Regions from separate parts of the Macaca mulatta genome. Here region 1 is linked to region 2. The links are chromatin contacts, called in public Hi-C maps. All regions are on one chromosome and are shown on one strand. The core of a region is the stretch at or near the end of the contact, and the rest is flanking DNA. Distances in the headings are between cores, read along the strand shown. Region 1 overlaps QKI (QKI, KH domain containing RNA binding). Region 2 has its middle 800 kb from the start of QKI.

Evidence for each region. A called contact is a pair of places that touch in the nucleus more often than the background predicts.
Region 1: a Hi-C map of fetal cortex germinal zone shows a contact between it and region 2, with 4 times the contacts expected there. The contact joins two enhancer-like sites. A contact is called at or near these places in 2 of 14 Hi-C or Micro-C datasets (fetal cortex germinal zone and fetal cortical plate).

The regions. Positions count from the first base shown.
Region 1 is chr4:8,719,802-8,725,404 of T2T-MMU8v2.0, reverse strand. All of the region lies in intron 1 of QKI (QKI, KH domain containing RNA binding), which reads left to right. Among named protein-coding and RNA genes, the nearest start is that of QKI, 10 kb to the left of the region's middle. Within about 2 kb of position 2,209, at least 5 of the 40 cell types and tissues checked have an H3K27ac peak or open chromatin away from gene starts, as enhancers often do. A contact at or near this core is called in fetal cortex germinal zone, where this site is marked.
Region 2 is chr4:7,934,299-7,939,909 of T2T-MMU8v2.0, reverse strand. No RefSeq gene overlaps it. Among named protein-coding and RNA genes, the nearest start is that of QKI, 800 kb to the left of the region's middle. Within about 2 kb of position 3,944, at least 4 of the 40 cell types and tissues checked have an H3K27ac peak or open chromatin away from gene starts, as enhancers often do. A contact at or near this core is called in fetal cortex germinal zone, where this site is marked.

The sequences.
Region 1 (5,603 bases), core at 960-3,459, 790 kb before region 2:
TAATGTTTTCATCTTCAGTTTCTTGATGTGGAAACTAGTTTGAAAATCCAGCAATCCTATCAAGTCTAACAAAATATGTTCAAAAAGTTGCTTCATGTATTAGTCTCATATTTTTATAGAACTAAATTTTGAGGTTGGGGAAATGAATTGATTGTAAGATTTCGATCACATTATTTATTATAAGCAGAATGTGTCATACTCTGCTTAGCAGATAAACAGATATTGAAGTATCAGAAAGAACATCATTAGTCGGGTGTGGTGGCTTGTGCTTGTAACCCCAGCTACTTGGGAGGCTAAGGTGCGAGGATTGCTTGAGCCTGGGAGGTCAAGGCTGCAGTGTTATGATCGTGCCACTGCACTCCACTTTGGGCAACGGTGGGACCCTCTCTTAAAAAAATAAAATAGAATAAAACATTGAAGTGCAGTTACATCCTTAAGTGGCTCCACATTATGGCCACAATGTAAGTAAAGGGCATGTGTGTGTAGGCATTTATATCTGTAAGTGGAGACATGCGGTGAATGTGAGCTGGGCTTTGTGAGTACTGGGGCTGGTTAAGTTCCAGCTGAGAAAGGTTTTCAAAATGATGAAATATCTGGTTGGCCCGGGGATTGAATAAGTAGCAGGCCTTAAGTAAGCACCTTGCTTTTGCTTTAGTGCAGGAGAGGTCATTGTGGAAACTGGACCTGATCTGGTCAGTAGCAAATCACTGGGGAGCCCTTGGCTTTTAAGCTGATTTTAGTTTGAAATACATAGGAAAAAGCAACAAAATAATAGTACATTTTAAGAGTAGAAGTAGGAAAATGCGTGGTAAAAAAACAAACATACAATTTTAAAATTTGAAACCGAGCCAGGCGAGGTGGCTCACGCCTGTAATCCCAGCACTTTGGGAGGCCGAGACAGGCAGATCACGAGGTCAGGATTTCGAAACCAGCCTGGCCAGTATGGTGAAACCCTGTCTCTACTAAAAATTAGCCAGGCATGGTAGTGTGTGCCTGTAGTCCCAGCTACTTGGGAGGCTGAAGCAGAAGAATTGCTTGAACCTGGGAGGCGGCGGTTGCAGGGAGGAGATTGTGTCACTGCACTCCAGCCTGAGCGACAGAGTGAGATTCCATCTCAAAAACAAATAAAATTTGGGACCTTTTCGTAAACTCTTCAATGTCATAGTTTTACAGGGTCTCAAAATTACCTTGCAGATTGTATCAGAGAATTGTGTTTTAGAGCTGCAGGTTTCCTGAGAGTTGGGGGCTTCTCATAGGTGCAGAGACTAAGACTTGAAGCGGTTGTGACTTGCCTGTGTCTCAGGACAAGTTAGCAGCAGAGCTGGAGTGAGACACTCACTTCTCCCCTCTGTTCCATTGTATGGCCTCTCCACAAGGGGAACTGGAGGGAAAAACCTGGAATATTTCCATGTGCTAAAAAGCTGCTGCTGTTGCCTCAAGTTGTGAAGGTAAAGAAGAAAAAGCAAATGGTTTTTTGCTAATTCTGTGATATGCTGGTTTTGAACAAATGATGGTCAAATTCTTAGAACTAGAATTTATTTTTAATGATAACTAATTAAAAGGCTAAAAGCGAGAAAGGCATTTTTAGAGAATTTCAGCTCATTCACTTCTTTGTAAGCAAAGACTAGAGCCTCAGTTTTTTGAATAATGTAGTAAAAATTGTTGCTGCTATTATTTTTACTAACTACTGAAGAGGAAACATTTTTGATTCGGTGATTTAATAGAGAAGTATACTATTGCTAAGTGATTCAAGTCAGGAGTGTATACTTGTATCAGTTTTAGATCAGCCTGGGGTAAACAGCCCGGTAATATATCTGGTAGATAACTGGAGAGTGACACCCATGAGGTGGATGGTTATGAATTGAATGGAAACGGTGCTGCACCAAGTAGCCACCACATCATATTCCTGATGCCAGCATCTGGAGGATGATTGCTCATTTCAAATAATTCAAACAAATTAAACGTAATCCACAGTTCTTTGCTGTGTTACAGTAATTGTATCCCTTTGATATAGTTGTTACATGGCAGGTGAATACATTTTTTTAAGAAAAAAATTTCAAACTGGGATCGAAAAAATTACCCTGAAACTGCACCTAATTGTCTATTGTCGCTGATTCTACCGTGGTTGCAGTGATGCCCTGTTATCATGAGAGTATTCAAGTTTTAACTCTGTGTGTGTGCGCATGCACATGGGTGAGCCAGCATAAAGATGAAATTTATGTTTTTGTGCATATGCTAATGAGACCCTGTGGTGAAGTGGTAAGCATTCTTGGACTGTAGACCTGGGATCTAATCATGACTCTGCAATTAACTAGTTTGGCGATCTTGGGCGAGATAACTAATCTCTCTGAACCTCAAGCTTCTTCATCTGTGAATGAAATTATTAACTGCCCTGCCAACCTGAAATCCAAATACTCTGAAGTTGATGGGTATTCAGAAGAGCCTCTCATACTATAAAGTAGCAGCATCACCTGCTTGCTTTTTTTTTTTTTTTTTTTAAAGTCTTGCTCTGTCGCCCGGGCGCTGGATCTTGGCTCACTACAACCTCTGTCTCCCAGGTTCAAGCGATTCTCCTGCCTCAGCCTCCCCAGTAGCTGGGATTATAGGTGCACACCTCCACACCTGGCTAATTGCTGTATTTTTAGTAGAGACAGGGTTTCACCATGTTATCCAGGATGGTCTCAAACTCCTGACTTCAGGTAATTAATATGCCTGCCTCAGCCTCCCAAAGAGCTGGGATTACAGGTGTTAGCCACTGCCCCCGGCCTGTATCATCTGCTGTCTATCAACATTTTAGAATTGTTTATGATAGGGTAAACAATTAGATAAGCAAAGCAGCTTTTAGAGGATGAGAAAAGAAAAAGAAAGGTAATGTATCCATGTAGGTTCAGCTAGTTTTTATGTGCATGAGAATCACTACTAACACTCTGGTAGTTTAGAGGATGTCACTTTGAGCTGAACTATCTAGTTATGTTTATTTGAGAAGTGGAACCTGAGTTGGTATTAACAGTTGGTATGATTTAATGAGGTGAATGGGAAGGTGGAGGATGTTCCAGGAGAAGGGAAGGTACAGCAGTGCCAGCACCATGGTGATGGGCAAGGCTTAGGAAATAGGTACAGATTTAGTTAGTTGAAATGGCAAATGCATAGATAGAAGTAGTGGGAATTAAGAGAGACTACAGAAAGCAGACCAGGTTAGGGCTAGATTGTGATGGGCCTTGAAGGCCAGAATACGTAGTCTGAATTTTAATCTGAAGGTTGTAGGGAATCTTTAAGGCTTGGATTATTTGGGGGTGTCAGAATGAACTCTTTGTGCATAAACTGAGAATGTGTAGAATATATATGGGTTTAAAATAGACATTGGATGAAGTGTGAAGAGTCAAACTATTATATATGTGGTTAACCCATTAGGAAAATTTTTTGAATAGTGATATTTTCTCAAAATAGTATTAATAAAAATATTTATATTGAGTGTTCTGTATTTTAAACTCTAAAGATTTTTTAAAGTGTGTTTTAACTAGAAACAAGTCTTTCTTTTCCTTACCTACAGATTAGTGTATTCATTCTGAAAGATGGAGAACATGTGGGGCTCATTTGTTTAGCTGTCAGCCCAATTTTTAGTTAGAGAATTGAGCTTTCATTTCTATATGAGCTAAAGACAATTGAAGAGACTCTTAGAGAGAATCTTTGGAGTTCTTGAATTAATTTGCCTTGAAGAAAATTTTGTCCCAGTGTCAGAGATCGATTAAATATGTTTTACCAAGTTCGATGTGGACTTAAAATTTAATTGTATTAATTTTTGTATTTAGTTATTTTAAGTAAATGAGAGATATCTTGACATTCTATCCGAAGAGAGATACATATTTGTGTATCTTTAAAAATTAACACTTCACTACATAATGACATTACACTGAACAGGATGGGTTAATCCTACAGATGATGTAATAACCAGTCCATATTCAGATTTCTCTAGTGGATCCACAGATATTCTTTATAGCTGGATTGTCCAAACCAGAATCTTACTCAACACCACTCGTTAAATCTGGTGGTTACACTTTTTAAAATCTAGAACCATCTCTTTTTTTTTTTTTTAAATGGCATTGATTTAACTTGTTTAGGACTTTTTCCTTTATGCGCTATGTATCTATTACATTGGAAGCTAGATCTAAAGTAGGTTCAAGTATAGCATCTTCCACTAGAGGACGTCATAGGTGCTGCTGTGTACTTTATGTTATATCACATCAGGAGGCACAGTAACTGGTTCTGCCTTCAGAGAAGGAAAGATTGATAGCTGGATTAGAGTGGTGATAGATGAATCCTTGTACTTTAAAGGTCGTTTTTTTGTTTTTTTTCCTCTTGGAACCAGAAGGTGCCCCATCAACGAAGGGTGCCCCATCAACATTCACACCATGGTTTTAACCAGTTTTTTGCCTGAATCAGTTTCATTAGAGCTTGCACCATGATGATATTTTAATTCGGCCATTCTTTCTGCAATTACTTGGCATCCTTTGAAAGGTACAGCTTTCTCACACCAACACGGAAATACATTGCTGTTTTGGAGTAAGTTTCTAATAGGGCAAGCCGGATATATGCTGCTGTTTATTATTATTTGGTTCTCAAAGTAAAGTGTTGGTTTGCTGGCTGCCTCAAATGGAGACCAATGAATTTTTTCTCTTTTTTCTAGTCATCATTGTAGACTCATGGATTTCATAGATTCAATGTACTTAAGTCAACTATAATTAATTTTGATGTTAAAATTATTACAGCTTTAGCCATTGATAATTAAACTGGCTTCTGTGTCTGTTGAACTCCTACTTGCTTTCTGGGGCAACGTTATGCCCCAGGCTCCCCTTGTGCCTTGCCTGCCTTGCCTGTTCTGGAGCTAGACTTGGCCATTTCTCCAATAGGATTGGTATGAAATACTTGAATTTAGATGTTAAACATGTTCATTACTCTCAGAATGTGATTACTTCTGAGCCATTTTCTATGGACAATATTGATTTTAAAATTCGTTCATTTTTATATTTTCAATTCAATTTTAACATTGTTAATTTTATAGTCATGTCTTTATTTTTTTTTGCCGACCACAGCTAAACTAATGTTGTTCTTGATGGTGACATACTTATTTGTTTTATTCTACGATATTAAGGAAAATACTTTCAAAATAACAAAATTAATAATATTACTAATAGTAAAACTATCTTAAAAATTTTTTTTTAAATTTGTTTTAGACATGTTACCAATAATAGATATAGCCAGTGACCCATTCTTCTGGTTGATGACAATTATTTTCCTTTTTTTTGGTGGGGGGACCCTCATTCTGTGTATACCAAGTTTTAATTTCTACTAAATCTTATTTTTGACTTTTTGATGCTGTCATTTATTAGCTGTGTTCTTTTGTGGTACTTACTGCTTCTACTAGCTTTTACCTTATGCTCAGCAGAAATGGAAAATACAAATATGTTTTAAAGTCAGGTGCATGCGTGTGTGTGTGTGTGTTATGGCAATGTGATCCAGAAAGATAACTTATAAGGAGATGGTTGTTTATACTAATGCTTTGTATCTTAAGCACGAAGGGTAGGGAAAAAAGAATATGATGACAG
Region 2 (5,611 bases), core at 2,695-5,194:
TACATTTTTGCAATGTCACTTGGTCTTTTCCACAGTAAGAGGGAAACTATTTCATCTCCCTTTGCTTTCGGTTACTCTTGACCTGTTCTAATCAACAGAATGTGATGGGAATGACTCTGTGTGGCTTCTGAGGACGAGCTTCACAAGAGCTGTAGCTTCTGCATTCACCTCAAGGAATGTCCATTATTAGGACCCAACCTCCACGTCAGGACAAAGCTCAAACTGCCACCTGGAGAAGCCCTAGTCCACAGCAGTCTGAACCCAAGCCAGGGATCAGTATAAATTGCCAGCCATGACAGTGAGAATATTCTGAACCCTCCAGTCATCCCAGCACTTCCTATAACACCACATAAAGTGGGAGAACTTCCTGGCCACATGAAGAACTATCATGAATAATTTAAGCCACGATGTTCTGAGGTGCTTTGTTAGTAGCAATAGAAAAAGTGAAACAGAATTTGGTATCAGAAGTGGGAGGCAGTGAGCAAAAACTGCACCATTGTACTCCAGCCTGGGTGACAGGGCAAGACTTTGTCTCAAAATATTTTTAAAAAAATAAAAAAAGAAGTGGGATGCTTCAATAACAAACCCAAAGCAGATGGTGTTGGCTTTGCTGGACAGAAACTTAAAAAATAGCAAGAAAATTTATTGCAGACCGGGAAGGTGGTAAGAAAATTGCCATTCAAGCCTGGGAAAATGGTGACCTGCATTCTGTAGTTGAAGAACGTTTGGCAAAACTAATACTAGCAGAAACATAGAAGATACAACATGGACCTAATGAACTTGTGAATTTGGCTAAGGAAATTCCCAGGCAGAATGTTCTAAGTGCCAGCAGGCTTCTTTGAGTTCTTGATAATAAAGTGTGGAGAAAGACTGATTTAAAAAGAAATGGATTTTTAAGTAGGATTTAAAGAAAGTATTCCAACTTAGATTTTGTTGGGTTAGAAAATACAACTATTTCTCATTTCTAGCCTGTCCAGTGGGCAGAAGGTTCTGAAAGTAAGAGGTGGCTCAGACAAAAATCAAAGATGCATGCCGCCAGGACCACATGGCTTCAGGTTTCAGGTCGAGTCAAGGACATGGATACAAAACCCTTTGTTAAGATCAGAGAATGTGTTAAAAGGTGCTTGTTCCTCCTGAGCTAGACAAGTTTCTCCTAAGACTCCTAAGAGCATTTGCCCATGGAACTCTGATTTATAGCTAAAGCAGAGAGAAGGCTCGTAGCACAGAGATACGTAGGCAGAACTTTTGTCTGGTGGGTTGGATGATAATTTTATATCCTGAAATCCCACAGAGTTGTTTAAGAAGCTGAATCAGTTTAGCCTGAAAAAGATCAAGACAGTGCAACACGGAAAGAAGTCTCCTTTCCCCCAATGTCCTGAGGGCTGTCAGAAAACTACCTAGTTGAAAGCATAGACTATTTCTTATAGAAAAGGAAAGGTGATTCAGAGGGTAGAACCAAAAGCTTGAAGGGAGAAGCCACGTGTGGAGGAGAGCTGCTCCCAGCGGGGAGATCTAGGGTTTCTTCAGTGAGCAGGAGGAATTGCAGGGCAGGCATGGCTGCGTTCCAATCGCTACATGCTTCCCCTTTCCCCCTGCGGGTTTGTAGTGTCTGCTGCAGATACTGTGTGTGTGGAAGGCAGTTCGCTTGTCTTTTTAATTCATGGGTCTACCTGTGTCCAACTTAGATCGTGAGATCCTAGTCTTTGCATTAGACCCTGACACCATAATGAGATGCGAGTTATGGAATCTTGGGAGAAAGTAAGTGTAGTTTGCACATCAGAGAATATAATATTTTATGGTCAAATGATAGATTCTGGTAGATTATAGATGACTACAAATTCTTGCTGCTTCTCCTATGGAGAGGTGGGGTTTATTTTCCTTCCCTTGCATCTGGCCTGGCCCTTTGCCTGGATTTGACCAGGAGAATGCAGCAAGAATGCTGATGGCACCTTTGTGGCTAGGCCTTTATCTGCAGCTTCCACCTGTGCTCCTCTTGGGAGAGCTCTTATGGAATCCAGTCACGTGTCAAGAACCCAAGTTTGGCCAAGTGGGAAACAGAGATAGGTTTTGCAGCTCTTCCTCCAAGGTCACAGACTTGCAAATGAAGCCATCTAACTATAACTTAATGACCGTGGCCTATGTCTCAAAGAGCAAAAGAAATGTCCTCCCCCTCCCTGCCTAAACTTATGATGCAAAAAATTGTGAACAAATAAAAGCCACAGACTTTTGGGGGCGGTTCGTTACTTAACAATCTTAACAATGGGTAAACCAAACAACTTCTCAGACGAGACCGCCTCCAGTAGGCTTGGCTCATGCCTTGGCCGTGGACCTCTCCAGAGATTAAATTTCCTGAAACTTCAGGTACATTGAGCACTATCCCAGTGTACTGTATATATGTGTTTAATTAAAACAGAAGGAGTGTGTTTTCATGTGATTAAAGTTGAATTATATGGCATACATCTTATTGAATTCTCAAAAATGGATCAAGTTCCCTAATATTTTATCTTGGTTATGTTGAATCTGTATTATAACTGAAACTGTTAGTCTGACTATACCATTTAGACCTGGTCATATTTCATGAAAATACACAGATGATCAATCAGAAACCATCTTAGGACAGTGAGTGCAGAGTGAAGAAACACGATTCATGTCTCAGTGGGCATGGTAGCCCTGCTAGATTTTTGGCATCGAATCCTTCCATTTCTCCCTCATTTTCATTTACAGAACACAGTGCTGTGGATGGAAGTTCTGAAAAGAACTATGATGTACAAAGAGAGAAAAGGAACATTTTAAATAAAGACAAATTCAAAACCCCAAACTCTTTGAAATTTCAAATAGTTTTCCCTCATTCACATCCATAAGCTGTAAATGAGGAACCACCTGAGACATCAGGGTCTTGTTTGAGTGTTTGGCTGATCACAGACCTTCTTTCTCTTTTCATGTCCCCTGATTTCCATCTGGGGAGCTGTGAGCTATACCCACAGTCATTACCAAAATTGATTTTGAGTCTACATCTAAAGCATTATCCACTACTTCCCTGAGGAAGATGAAATATGTATTTATCAAAATGTCTTGGCTGAAAAAAAGGTAAATAAAAGCTGATGTAATAATACCAGCATATTTGTATTTTTAAGCAAGAACATCGTCTGCCTGCCTGCCTGCCTGCCTGCCTGCCTTCCTTCCTTCCTTCCTTCCTTCCTTCCTTCCTTCCTTCCTTCCTTCCTTTTTCTTTTTCCTTTTTTTTGACGGAGTGTCTCCCTGTCTGTTGCCCAGGCTGGAGTGCAGTGGTGAGATCTCTGTTTACTGCAATCTGCACCTCCCGGGTTCAAATGATTTCCCTGTCTCAGCCTCCGGAGTAGGTAGTGCCCGCCACCATGCCCAACTGATTTTTGTATTTTTAGTACAGACAGGGTTTCTCCATATTGGCCAGGCTGGTATCGAGCTCCTGACCTCAGGTGATCCACCCGCCTCGGCCTCCTAAAGTGCTGGGATTACAGGTGTGAGCCCATCATGCTTTCATTTCAAATTTTCCTCCTTCCATTCCCATCTGTGAGGCTGGCTTCCCTGCAAGTGTAGTGAGCCGACCAGGGAAGCAGGTGCTGTAAGTAATGGATGCCTAAAAAGGTTGTCCGCAAAGACAGGTACACCTGTAAAGGACAACTGGCATGCTGTTGGAGTTTCCACAGATAATTACATTACCCAGACTTGTAAAATGTCAGACATAAAATAATAAACAGGACTCTGGATTTGGTGGTTCTTTCTAATCAAATAGAGCCATCTATGGAGCAAATCTTTATTTCACTGGTTTCTGTCAGAATGATGCCCTTTCGTCAGCAGCTCTTTATTCACGAAATACTGCACAGGCAAGCATTTTCCCCTCTCCACAGTATTAATTAAATTACATAAAACTGGCAGTGTTTAAATTCTGGCATCTGTATTGTCTCACTTAATTACACCCCTGGACTCCTTTCAAAATCCTTTCATTTGCTACAGGGACATCTATTGGTGAAAGGGGAAGAAATCAGATGTAAGTGATCAAATGTAATTTGGGGTTTGCACCTGGCCCCATCCCCAGCCTTACTGAACCGATTCCTGCAGTCTGTCTGTCTGGAGCACTTCCACCCCGTGCACAGTGGCTATCACTAGATAGCAGAGGGAAACTAACACAGCGACAGAGATTCATTTTGAATTAAGGAAATTCTATTGTTGGGCCTCACAAATAAAATACTTTTCTATATTCTTTCCATTTTTTTCAAACCCACTCAAGAATACCCTAAAGTGAGATACATTTTTTCCCTCCCCAATCTCAGCAACCTACTTACGTCATTTAAGGAGCTTCCTTATAGCTCGAGCTCACAAGAACTGCCCAGAAGCTCACAATGAACGCCATGCCTCAGAGGAGGTGTCTGAAAGCCAAGCTCAGCAGAGGCCAGTCCTGCCTTCCCAGGGCTTGGGCAGGGTGGACAGGACATTCGCAAGGCAGAAGAGCAAAGCACCCAGCTCCAGCTGTCAGGTTAAAAACTGTTGCCAGAATAAAGATTAAGGAGGCCCACAAGATTTTTTTTTCTGTGTTTCTTTTTTTTCTCGTCAGTTCTTTCTCCTTCTTTTTTCTTTTGAACTTAATGTGTCCAAAATCAAATTAGTTTATTCTCCAGATATACTTATCTCATCTATGTTTATTACTTTTTTTTTTTGTCTTAGTGAATGACTGTCATCCAAGCCAGAACCTGGGGTCATCTTTGATTTTTCTTGCCCGCTACATGCAGCCCCCAAATTTCAGCCTCCACCTGCTTCTCACCCCCATTGCCACTGCCTCAGTGTGGACAATCGCTAACCTGCAGCTGGGCTCTCATGCATTCTCTAGATCCTCGGAACTCTTGGCCCTTTTTCCACATCCTGAACCTGCCACTGGTGAGCCTTCTAAAATGTGAATCTTGCATGGTTACTGCCCAGTGGCTCCAAATTGCCTACACAATAAAATCCAAACTGCTTAGCATAGAAATTGGGACCCTCCATGATCCGGACCTTGATTCCTTCATCAACCTCATTTCTCTCTCTATTAAATTGTTCATTGTTGTTGAACCACTAAATAGGATCTATAGACTGAAGTGTTAAAACAGATAGTTAGACTCTACTAAGAAAATATGGGGCAAAATTCATCAAGTTTTTACTTTCTGTGGAAGCACTTTGAAAAGAGAGAAAAATCTTAGGTTTGATTCAGAAACAGTTGTGCTGGTTATAATGGAACATGGATTTATTTTTTGAACTAAAATTAACATATTTAGCAATTCAGAAAATACTGTTATTAATCAAACAGCTAAAAGTTTATCTGTCTTTCTTTTGTTGCTCATCAAATAGTTAATGAATGCTAGCAATATGCCATCCAATGCAGTGAGCACTGACCATGGGAAGATAAATGGGCCTTTTCCAGCCTTCCATGAGCTCACAGTCCAGGGAAGAAAAAGACAGTCACAGCCACATGATAGAGTATGGCTAATCAGAGAAACACAAATACATTTTTAGCTGTTTGGTTAATAATGCCATTTTACAAATTGTTAAATGTATTAATTTTAGTTCAAAAAACATTGAAGTTCCATCATAAGCATCAATT